Regions from separate parts of the Mus musculus genome. Here regions 1 and 3 are each linked to region 2. Evidence: chromatin contacts called from public HiChIP or PLAC-seq data. All regions are on one chromosome and are shown on one strand. Each heading gives the region's core, a stretch centred on a gene start, on an enhancer-like site or on the middle of the called end of the contact. The rest is flanking DNA. Distances are from core to core; before and after follow the strand shown. Region 1 has its middle 23 kb from the start of Necab1. Region 2 overlaps Necab1 (N-terminal EF-hand calcium binding protein 1). Region 3 holds the start of Otud6b (OTU domain containing 6B).

The links. HiChIP or PLAC-seq counts read pairs in DNA pulled down with a chosen protein or histone mark.
Region 1: an H3K4me3 HiChIP or PLAC-seq map of the SCID.adh cell line shows a contact between it and region 2, with 8 times the contacts expected there. The contact joins two enhancer-like sites. A contact is called at or near these places in 1 of 39 promoter capture datasets (hippocampal neurons), 4 of 15 datasets of contacts at CTCF or cohesin (hippocampal excitatory neurons, large pre-B cells, liver and 1 more), 99 of 484 Hi-C or Micro-C datasets (3T3-L1-derived adipocytes, the AML12 cell line, the AtT-20 cell line and 57 more) and 11 of 115 datasets of contacts at active chromatin or transcription factors (PVALB interneurons, the SCID.adh cell line, SST interneurons and 7 more).
Region 3: an H3K4me3 HiChIP or PLAC-seq map of the SCID.adh cell line shows a contact between it and region 2, with 19 read pairs. The contact joins the promoter of Otud6b here to the enhancer-like site in region 2. A contact is called at or near these places in 8 of 484 Hi-C or Micro-C datasets (the G1E-ER4 cell line, Sertoli cells, cerebral cortex and 3 more), 3 of 115 datasets of contacts at active chromatin or transcription factors (the SCID.adh cell line, bone marrow-derived macrophages and neural progenitor cells) and 2 of 9 other capture datasets (adipose tissue and pancreatic islet).

The regions. Positions count from the first base shown.
Region 1 is chr4:15,170,696-15,174,318 of GRCm38.p6, forward strand. No RefSeq gene overlaps it. Among named protein-coding and RNA genes, the nearest start is that of Necab1, 23 kb to the left of the region's middle. Within about 2 kb of position 2,041, at least 1 of the 459 cell types and tissues checked has an H3K27ac peak or open chromatin away from gene starts, as enhancers often do. A contact at or near this core is called in the SCID.adh cell line, where this site is marked.
Region 2 is chr4:14,964,504-14,968,137 of GRCm38.p6, forward strand. It overlaps Necab1 (N-terminal EF-hand calcium binding protein 1), which reads right to left. Exons shown (of 13, transcript NM_178617.4): 10 at 1,403-1,515. Among named protein-coding and RNA genes, the nearest start is that of Gm11837, 36 kb to the left of the region's middle. Within about 2 kb of position 1,673, at least 49 of the 459 cell types and tissues checked have an H3K27ac peak or open chromatin away from gene starts, as enhancers often do. A contact at or near this core is called in the SCID.adh cell line, Sertoli cells and neural progenitor cells, where this site is marked.
Region 3 is chr4:14,824,541-14,827,861 of GRCm38.p6, forward strand. Otud6b (OTU domain containing 6B) reads right to left here and starts at 1,873. Exons shown (of 7, transcript NM_152812.4): 1 at 1,751-1,873; 2 at 959-1,113. The coding sequence starts at 1,832.

The DNA.
Region 1 (3,623 bases), core at 791-3,290, 210 kb after region 2:
CTCGAGAAGTGGAAACTGACCTACCACATATGAAATGTGAAATCTATTTTTCAAGCGTGGACTTATGTATTTTATATTTGAACTCTGTCTTTCTCATAAGACCCATCCTTAGGAACACAGACTTGGACCTCTATTAGAGTAACTAGACCTTTTATTATGAAATTTAGCCCTTCAGGTATAAGGTACCCCCTTCTAGAAGCACTTCTTATATGAAATAGCAATTAAATCATAGAATTTAACTCCACAAGTATGAGACACTATGCTCTACCATGTGACTATAATTCAGTCATATTTATAAACCTTCTAAAATATGATAATTGGTGTACTAATCATAAATACTAGAACTCCATGTGAATGCCGAGTGCCTTCATTTTACACATAGCAATTGGCGCCAAGAGCAGATTTTTAGTCTCCAAACATAAAACTCATAGAATGGGTCTTGACAGTAGCTATCTAAAAAGCTGTGTTTCTCTCATAAATACTTGTTTTGCACATATAGAATCTGGTCCTTTTGGCCAGGAACTTAGAACACCATATATAAAAAAATCACTATCAAGGAGCAAAATATGGTCCTACACATATAGGGCCATGATGATAACATTTCATGACTGAAATCCCAATTTTCAAACATGCAGCTTATGTCTACAAAGTAGGAAACTGGTTGCTTCAGGTATGAGTAACAAACACTAAACATGGCCTCATGTCTGAAGCCGGGGATTTCAGACACAGTAACTGGCTTATTAGTGGCAGACACTTGTTCCCTGCAGCATGTGAGCTATTACCCACACAATGCTACTTATACACCAAGTGCTGGGACTAAACTGTGATCTCTTCAAATTCACTTACAGAAGACCTCTTTCCAGGTTGACTAGATTTGAACACTGTGCCTTTAAGGATATCATTACAGTTAAATGATGTTATGAAGGTGGGGCCCTAATCTGCTCAAGATCAGGATGCTCATTAGAAGAAACAGAGATACCAAGGGCTTTTCTCTAGTTTACACAGAAGGGTGATAGGAGGCCACGGTGAGAAAGGGCTTTCTGGAAACTGGGTTAGGTGAGTGTGGTGCTTCACATCACTAATCTCAGCTCTCTCATCACATGCAGGAGTAACACAAGTTCAAGGCAAGCTGAACTAGATAGTGAGACTTGTCTGAAAGGAAGAAGCTCTGAAGCGGTATCTTAGTGGAAGAATAATTGTATGACACACACCTGATACTAGGTTCTATTCCCACTCCTATGTGGTAGGGAGAAACCATCCCAGATCCTGAATTTGCTAATACCTTCAACTTGGATTTTGGCCTGAAACTATGACAAAATTAATTTCACTTGGCTGTGATATTATATATCATACTGTGGCATCCAGACTACTATGCCACATATGAAATTAAATCTCCAACCATTCATTTAAGTCATAGGAGCTCTTTCCCAGACATAAAACATGATCAAACTGGTTTCCATGTATGGAATCTATCCCTTTAATCATGAAAATATTTACACATCCTAGGCTAATAAACAAAGTATGAATATGGTCTTAAAGGTGTCCTGCCTTGGGCAGCTATGGGGATAAGGGGAGGCTAGTCGCCATTGGGGCATCCCGTCTGGTAGTAGCCGAGTGAGAGATGGGTCCGAGGCGGCGAGGGGCTCAGAGTGGCGAGCTCAGAGCAGGAGAGAATGGAAGGCGTGAGGCGCGGGTGGCGGGGCTTGAGTCGGGAGGGGCGGGGTGGGGCGTGGCACGCATCTGATGAGTTTAGCACACATGGTGAGGACTCTAGCATGTATTTGTTCTTTCATTAAACAAAAACCCGCATCAACTAATATGAACAAAGTTTCTAATGACCTTTAATAAGAATATTTTTCAAATTTTGTGTCTACCCATAAAGATGAAAATCATGTAAGAAACTTCTTAGCAGATTATATTTTAGAGATTATTATTAGGCATGATGGTTTAGATAGGATTTAGTAGTGTATCCAGTGAGGACTCATATGATGGAGACAGAATCCTGCATGTGTCTGTACAGTAGGTGGCATTGCCCTACTAAGGGATGCTGCCTACCAGATGGTGCTCAGCTCACTGTGAGTGCTGCCTCCAGGACTCAGAACAGTTATTAATGTGGTCAAGAGCAAGTTGTAGGGAGAGTAAGTCAGCTCTTGAATCCCTCATGCTTCCTGTCTGGTGATGAGCTGTCTCTCTTTCATCTGTTCCTTTGCCATCTTGCAAGAGGCCCTCATCAGAGGCAAGATGATGCTGGGCCATTGCATTTGAATCTCCAGAATTAGGAGCTAGAGTTAATCTATTCATTTGTTTTATTACAATAATTTTTAAAACGGACTAATATCCAGGGTAAAATGCAAGGCTAATGCAGAAGGTGAAAAATCTGTGCCTTCATACAGTAGTGAAAGAAACTAAGTAAGGGTTTCATAGAGGGAATTTAAAAATACTTGAAAAAGTCTTCAAAATTCCAACTTTTAAACCGTTTTGTTTCTATAATAAGTCTTAGAAAGTTTAGATAAGGAAGATGAATGAATGCAGGCGAGCAGGATATGTATATGTAAATGTAGATGATGTATATATATATATATATATGTATATATATGTATGTGTATATATATATGTGCATATATATATATATATATGAGAGAGAGAGAAAGAGAGTTTCTTAAGAACTCTGTACCCCAGTAAAATGCTGCATAGAGTTTATGTAAATCATGGAGTAATGAAGCTAATTATGTACACACAGTACAGTGGAGCACTTCTCTGCCACTCTATGGGTATATGAAATCCTTTTAACTCAAATGCCCATTATATATTCTTAAATGAGAATAGCAGTGGGTATAGTAGTCTGCAGTTGATATTACTAGATAAAGTATGGAGATATAAGCACCATTATATTTGCTCAGTTGTTCACGGACTGTAAGATTTGGATAGTTTTACAATTTGTTTTGTACGTGCATATTACTTTTCAAAAATCATTGAGCAACTTTAAATGAAAAAGAGATTTTTGCTTATATACTTAAATATATGCTTATTTTCTTAGACTAAAAGAGAATTATATAATGTAGACCCTGGTTTACAACACAATCCTTTAAGAAAATTCAGTCATTGAGAATAATTTCCCATTACTATAACTCTTATGCCACCTTCTGGTCTAAATATAATCAACCTAACTGAAACTGTCTAGCGTTGCCTGATTGTGTTTCAGTGCTATTTCAGCTAGCTTGCTTTTTCCCTTTTTTTTTTTTAATTAGGTATTTTCCTCGTTTACATTTCCAATGCTATCCCAAAAGACCCCCATCCCCTCCTCCCCATCCCCTACCCACCCACTCCCCCTTTTTGGCCCTGGCGTTCCCCTGTACAGGGGCATATAAAGTTTGCAAGTCCAAAGGGCCTCTTTTTCCAGTGATGGCTGAATAGGCCATCATACATATGCAGCTAGAGACAAGAGCTCCAGGCTACTGGTTAGTTCATATTGTTGTTCCACCTATAGGGTTGCAGATCCCCTCAGCTCCTTGGGTACTTTCTCTAGCTCCTCCATTGGGGTCCCTGTGATCCATCCAATAGCTGACTGTGAGCATCCACTTCTGTGTTTGCTAGGCCCTGGCATAGTCTCACAAGAGACAGCT
Region 2 (3,634 bases), core at 423-2,922:
GGTGTGAGCATGTCTGCCTTCATGAGGTTCTTGATGATGAAAGTTGAGGTTTGCAGTCAGTGAGATTGCCCAAGACACAAGGCTGTGTATCCCTGGCTTTAATTCCCGTTTCCTTCTAGCTTTTTTCCCAAGACCTGATAAGTAGGTTTCACCATAAATAAAAAATTAATTAACCACCAGGAAGAAGAGCAGAACACAGACATAATACATGTGTTTCTATGAAGACAGTTGTACATCACACAAACACACATCTGCTAATGTTTAAAGACCATTAGGGAATGCAGTTGAAATAATTTCACAGGAAGGGGTATATGTTGTGGAAGTTTTCTGAAAACAGGTGAGTTTGGGCCTGTGCTGTGGATGTCTGACAGCATGAGAGAGCAGCTGAGTGGATATTTAAGGAGCAGCCTGGCCAGGTCTGAGGCATGTTAAGAAGCAACACATACTGCTGGATTATGGACAGATGACCGTGTATATGGGATTCCGTGTCTAGACAAAGAGCTAGCATTCGACAGGATATGCCTTGGAGGGGCACTGTAGAGTTCCCATGGCAGGAATTCTACCATTGTTTGTGGAAAATGATGCACATACTGATTTACGGGACCAGTCATATCAAGAAACTACAGATGCAGTTTAGCATGTTCTATTACTCTTTACATAACAGCTGAGAGGAAGCTATGAAGTGAAGAGAGAAAATAAATGCTGCCGCTGCTTCTGTGAAATAATCATGGTCTGAGAGCATAATTTTGGAGAGCCCTTCTATTTCCACAATGGCAGAAATGATCATTAGTCCACAGGGCAATCAAAGCCAGACCCCCATGAGTGAAAGCCTTCTCTACAAAGATGATTTTCAACGAGTGCTGGTTGCTGTGTGCAGAAGGGGGAAATTTCGATCTATTTGAAACCTTCCTCATTCACAGTTTATTTCCATTTTATTTCCCTCGGTGTGCCAAATGATTAAATCAACGCTGGTTCAAGGATCAAACAAAATATCCTGCTAAACTCTGCAAATGTCATAACCTAGATGGCTGGATGGCTCCGCAGAATTTAACAGGAGGATTTGAAAATGCCTATATAAAGGAAGGCTACTGGTTTTTCTGAGTTAATTTTGTGTCCGGCCACTTTACAGAAGGTGTTTATCAGCTTGATAATTTTTCTCTGGTGGAAGTTTTGGGGTCACTTGTGTATACGCTATCATATTATCTGCAACTAGTGATACTTTTGAGTTCTTCTTCTCCAATTTGTATCCCCTTGATCTCCTTTAATTGTCTTATTGCTCTAGCTAAAACCTCATACTGAAGAATGCTCTGGAACCTCCCCCCACCCCCATCAAACCTCCCACTTTTGCCAAGGGTGAAAGGCTGGCAGTGGGGGAGGGGCTGGCTTGCATATGAGCACTCACCGCAGGCATCCACTTTGAGCTGAAGCACTCTCCACATAGTGCTTCAGAGCAAGCTGGAATTCTTCCAGATCCTCTTCTGTCACAGACATCTGGCGCTGCACAAGCATGATGTGCTGAGGAGGAAAGGGAGGTTATTGTCTCACAGGCACCCACAGGACTGCCAGCCAGAAACTTAACCGGGAAAGATGCAACTATTCCCTACCCGAAGTGATACAGAAGCCTGAAACTATGTAGCAACGGAAGCTAAACAAAGTGCCCTTTGCGAGAGACAGATCCTCTTTCAAAGCAAGACAGCCAATTAGAATCACCCAGGAGATTTCAGCATCACCTCTCTGTGGGGCAGAGGTAGCAGAACATAGGCACCAGCATCTTAAAACTTCCCGAAGTGCATTTGATGGGGCAGTCGTTGCCACTGCCCCAAAGCTGCTAAGTTTTAAAGAGAACTTCTATGGGTCTCTGCATAGCTCAGTTTCTTGGATATTTTGTGACACCAGATAATGGGCGGTTACTACAAATTTGCTTTTTAAGAATGTGAGCTTACTGATGCATTTCTAATGCTTCACCAGTGATTTAAAAGGTATTGTGGCAAATATTAATATTAATTGGGGGGTTTCTAATCTGCCTTAGATAATTCAGTTCCCACATAAAAGACACAAAACTCATATTTACAATAAGCTTTAACGGCACTAGTGCTGGGCAGCTTTTAACCCTCCATGGCTATTTTGTCTACTTCCCTGTAAATAAACCCAAGATATGACTTGCCATGTTCGGCTTGGGCTACTTATTCCAACTGGCCAGCCCTCATGGACAGTTCTTAGGATCCCTTACCACATGGCATCTTCTTCTCTTTCCACCTTCTCTTCCTCAGTCAGAGTGGTCCTGCCTCAGACTCCAGGCCTGGGAACTGAAGTCCTACCTACTTCTCTTCTGTCCAGTTATGGGCTGTAGGCATCTTTATTGACCAATCAGGGATAACTTGGGGAGCAAGGTTATGTTATGCCCTGAGTCCATGGGAAACCCAGACTGAGCCCAAGAATTGTGAATTCAACTGCAACTTGCAAAAGTCTTTTTAGTGTTTCAAGTCTTGACTTAGATCACATGCCCCACACTCACAGGGTAAATGCAGGCATGCGATGCTGAGTCTGTAAAACATTGGGTTTATATACAGTATAGTTAGGAATCCCCTGAATTCTCTGGGAAAAGGGGAGTGGAGGGCTGTAATCATTTGGTGGGACAGAACTGAAGCTGGGAGGGGGATAAATCGGTGTCTGTTGTGGGGTTATCAGGGACTAATTTTATGGCTGGGCATTAACTATCTGTGACCTCTGATTACCTTTTCTCCATGATTTAAACGTGGGGCCTTAATCTTCTTTGAATTTATTTCTCTAAAGGTCTCAAAGACAAGCACCTGGAGAGCTCTCAGAGGGAGGGCTAGATTCACAGAGGCAGGGAGGCCAGCTCAAGCTAGCATCTGGCTCCGCTGGGTGTTTTATTAAGGGGGGTTTATGGGCAGTGTCATCCTAGCCTGGGCTGGGTTTCCTCAGAGTGGCTAGAGACAGGGAGGGAGCCCTGGGTTTGCTGCAGGGGGACACAGTGCAGAAACCAGCTGCCTGCATACTGTGCTTGCCACAGAAGGGGCAGGGCTTCTGTGGGAAAATATGCAGAGGCAAACTGTCTACAACATTGGAGTCTCTTTGGTGAGGCTTCCAAGAAGCAGGGCAATTAACCACAGAGAGATAGCATCAGTAATTCAGGGGCTACAACAGTTACACAGCATCACTTGGTTTATGTGAGGATCTCCTTGTTCCTGAGAGCCACCAGACCTTGAGGGCCAGTATTTAACATTATAGTATACAGCAAGAGACCAAACCTCAATAGGCTATCATATTTTGCCCATTTACAACATGTGCTATTCAGAATGCCGTAACCCTTTGTGATGTTTGATACCAATAACTTGACCAGATCTAGAATCACCTAAGAGACAAACGGTCAGTGAAGGAGTTTCTGTATTGGGTTAACTTAGCTGGAATGACTTAGCTTAACTGTAGTGGGCATCATTCTCTGAGCTGTGGTCCTGTTCTGAATAAGGTGAAAGCAAGCTGAGCACCAACATTTAGTCTCTGCTTCCTGATGTGGACACAATATAACCAGCCACCTCCACGTCCTGCTGCTTACTTCTCTGCTATGGTGCAGTATACCTTCAAAGGCCAACTAAACAGTAAGGTCTTTCTT
Region 3 (3,321 bases), core at 623-3,122, 140 kb before region 2:
CAGTTAACTGAGGTAACTGAGGTTGTAGACTATATGACCCTTCATAGCCAAAAACCAGGCAACAAATTACTAAATTATATCAGGGTATAACTATGAGTTTGGTTTTGAATTCTAGTGTTTGTCACCTCAAGAACTATTATGACTTCGGGACAAAATTCTTAATCTCTTTAAGCTGGTTTCCTACTGGACTCGTGTGATTATCTACATTACTTCATGGCTATTACCTTACAGTGTTACTGACAACTATATCCTTTGAACAAAGTAGCTGGTATACACATTAGGCAGAATGGTAAACACCAAGCAGATGCATGGAGCCGGGCATGGTGGCGCACACCTTTGATCCCAGCACTCGGGAGGCAGAGGCCGGCGGATTTCTGGTCTACAGAGTGAGTTTCAGGACAGCTTTCTCTACTTAACTATAATTTCATATTTATTGTCCCATGTGGAGAAATTTATTCTAGGGTTGATTAAGAAGCTTTGCCGAGGTTACAATCTCATTCATCAGGAGTTCCTGACGAGCAGTCTCGGCTGCCAACTTTCACTCAAGGCAAACCTTATCTGGCAATAACTTATACTTTACATGGTTATTAGGTTAAGGAAGTAGGCACTTTTTTGCTGTTCTTCCATTTAAAAAAAGAAAATCTGCCCATAAACCTGGTCACAAAAATACTAAAGAAATGTACAGCTAGGTGTGGTGGTGCATGCCTGTAATCCCAGCACTTGTGAAGTCACACCAGTAGGATCTGAAGTTAAAGTTCAAGGTTTAGCCTCTGCTCCAAATCCACATGGGTGACAGCCTAGACTACAAGGCACTCTGTCTAAAAAAACTAATGTCGAGGAAATGTGATGTGTGACTGTATGACTCGATTTCAGAATTTTGAGACCGTATTCAATAAGCAGTTCAACACACTCAGACAGCTGTTTGCTCGGGCTCAGAGACAAGCTTCGCTCCCCATACCTTACTGTCCTTGAAAGTCAATTGCTTCAATTGCTCCAGTTCTTCCCTGTGTTTTTGCTCCATTTCTCTTTCCAATTTAGCAACATCTTCCGTGAGCTGCTTCCTCCTCTTTTTGTCGTTTTTGGGAACAGCGTTCTTCATTCCCTGAATTTTGGCTAAAAAAAGTCATCAAAACAGCCGTGTCAGAGCCCCCGGACCAAAAAGCGAAAAGCAGTTAAGAGGGTGGGAAGAGGTACAATTATAGAATGTAAAGTAATTATAGAAGCAATTAATCATGACACAACAATCAGCTACGGAGAAAGGTCCGGATGAGGCTTGCGACCCAACGTAAACACAATCTCGAATTTGTTTGGTTTGACAGGGCAAAACCAAGGTTAAAAAACTATACTAAGGTAAAACTTCTGCCTTTTAAATATCTTTCTCTGTGACCGACAAGCCAAGGAGAAGCAATTCAGACCACACCACTAAGGCCAGGCGTCGGGATCGGGGGCAGGAATGGGAAGGGAGGAAGAGGAGGTCCAAGACTTTGGTCTCCAGGCACATCACTCAGCAGCAGCACGTGCACCGGACCCGCTAGGGGTCCACGGCAGGTCGCACACGGGGACATCTCCGGGGACTGCAAATAAGGGGGTCGAGGGAATGGGGAAAGCTGGAGAAGACTGATCAAAAGTTATCTGAGGGAAAGCCTAGACGGATCCAGGACGTGTGCCCGTCCAGGTACCAGAGGACACACTCCACGCTCCCAGCCTTGGGTGTGGACGCCTCTTACATTCCCAGCCCCTTTCCCGTCACCTTGCAGCTCCTTCTTCTCCTTCCGATGCCTTCTCACCAGCTGCTCCTCATCATCGAGCTCTTCAGCCACGACCTCCTCCATGACGACCAGGCGGCCCGGCACCCGCGCTGAAGGAGATCCGCACCTCAGGAGGGCCAGCACCTCCCACTCCTCAACCCTCACCCGGGGCGCCATTGGCCGCCGGGAAGGCCCAGCCCCGCCTCAAGGCGGCTCCGGATCCAGGTCTAACCACTGAAACCGGGAGACGCCGACATGGGCTAGGGCGCCTGCGCGCTCGGACCGCTCTGGGCGGCGCGCCGGAAGCTGGGATTGTGCGATTAAGGACGCGCCCGGCGCTGGAGCAACCGCAGCACAAAGCTACGCGCCAGGCGATTGGCCCTGACGGGGCGCACGGAGATGACATCACGGACGTTCTTTCGCACAGCTTTCAATTTGTGCTTTAGAACGCTCCGTAGTTGTCCTCTTTGCCAAAACATGTTGAAAAGATTTTTTTTTTAATTTTAATAAAAGCGTGGTTTGTTTTCAATGAGGATCTTTACGTTATATTAGTCATACACTAGGGAATGGTTTGTTTTTTGTTTTTTTACAATGTGGTAAAAGGGGAAACGCTAAGTAAGGAATGCCTACTCTTGAAATAAGTGATGAAAGAGATAAAAAAGGACTAAGCTTAGTAAAGTCCATTTGCTAAATTCAGTTGTAAAACGATTAACAGTGATGTCAGGGTGTTTTGAAGATTTGAGGCAAGATTTAACAAATGTAACTCGTGTGCCACAAAAACAAATTAGCAAAGGCAAACAAGAATGCTCACGGAATGGTGGCAGGAGTGGAAGACTCAGAGTGTTGGTCCAGTAAAATTTAAAAAAAAAAAAAAATCTCTATTTAGGGCTGATTGTGGTTGTGTAGGCCTTTAATCCCAGCACTTAGGAGGCAGGCAGGCAGATCTCTGTGAGTTTGAGGCCAGCCTGTCTACATAGGGAGTTCCAGGATGTCCAGAGAGTTACATAGGTGAGACCCTGTCTCAAAAGTCGATAGACAGGGGCTGGCGAGATGGCTCAGTGGATAAGAGCGCCAACTGCTCTTCTGAAGGTCCCGAGTTCAAATCCTAGCAACCACATGGTGGCTCACAACCATCCATAGCGAAATATGATGCCCTCTTCTGGAGTGTCTGAAGACAGCTACAATGTACTTTCATATAATAAATAAATAGATCTTAAAAAAAATAGATAGACAAACATATTCTTTTTTATATATAAATGCCTGAGACAGAACAAAACAAATGAAGTTGAAATAATATTTCTGGAAATAATTGAAAACTTATTTCCAGAGATGAATAATGAACTGCACCTACAACTGTATAAACCTGTAAGGGGTTGTATTAGTCAGGGTTCTCTAGAGTCACAGAACCTATGGAAAGTCTCTATATAGCAAGGGAATTTATTGATGACTTGCGGTCTGTAGCCCAAACTCCCCAACAATGGTGAGCAGCAGCTGTGAATGGAAGTCCAAGGATCTAGCAGTTGCTCAGTCCCACAAGGTAGGCAGGTGAAGAAGACAGAGTAAATCTTCCTTC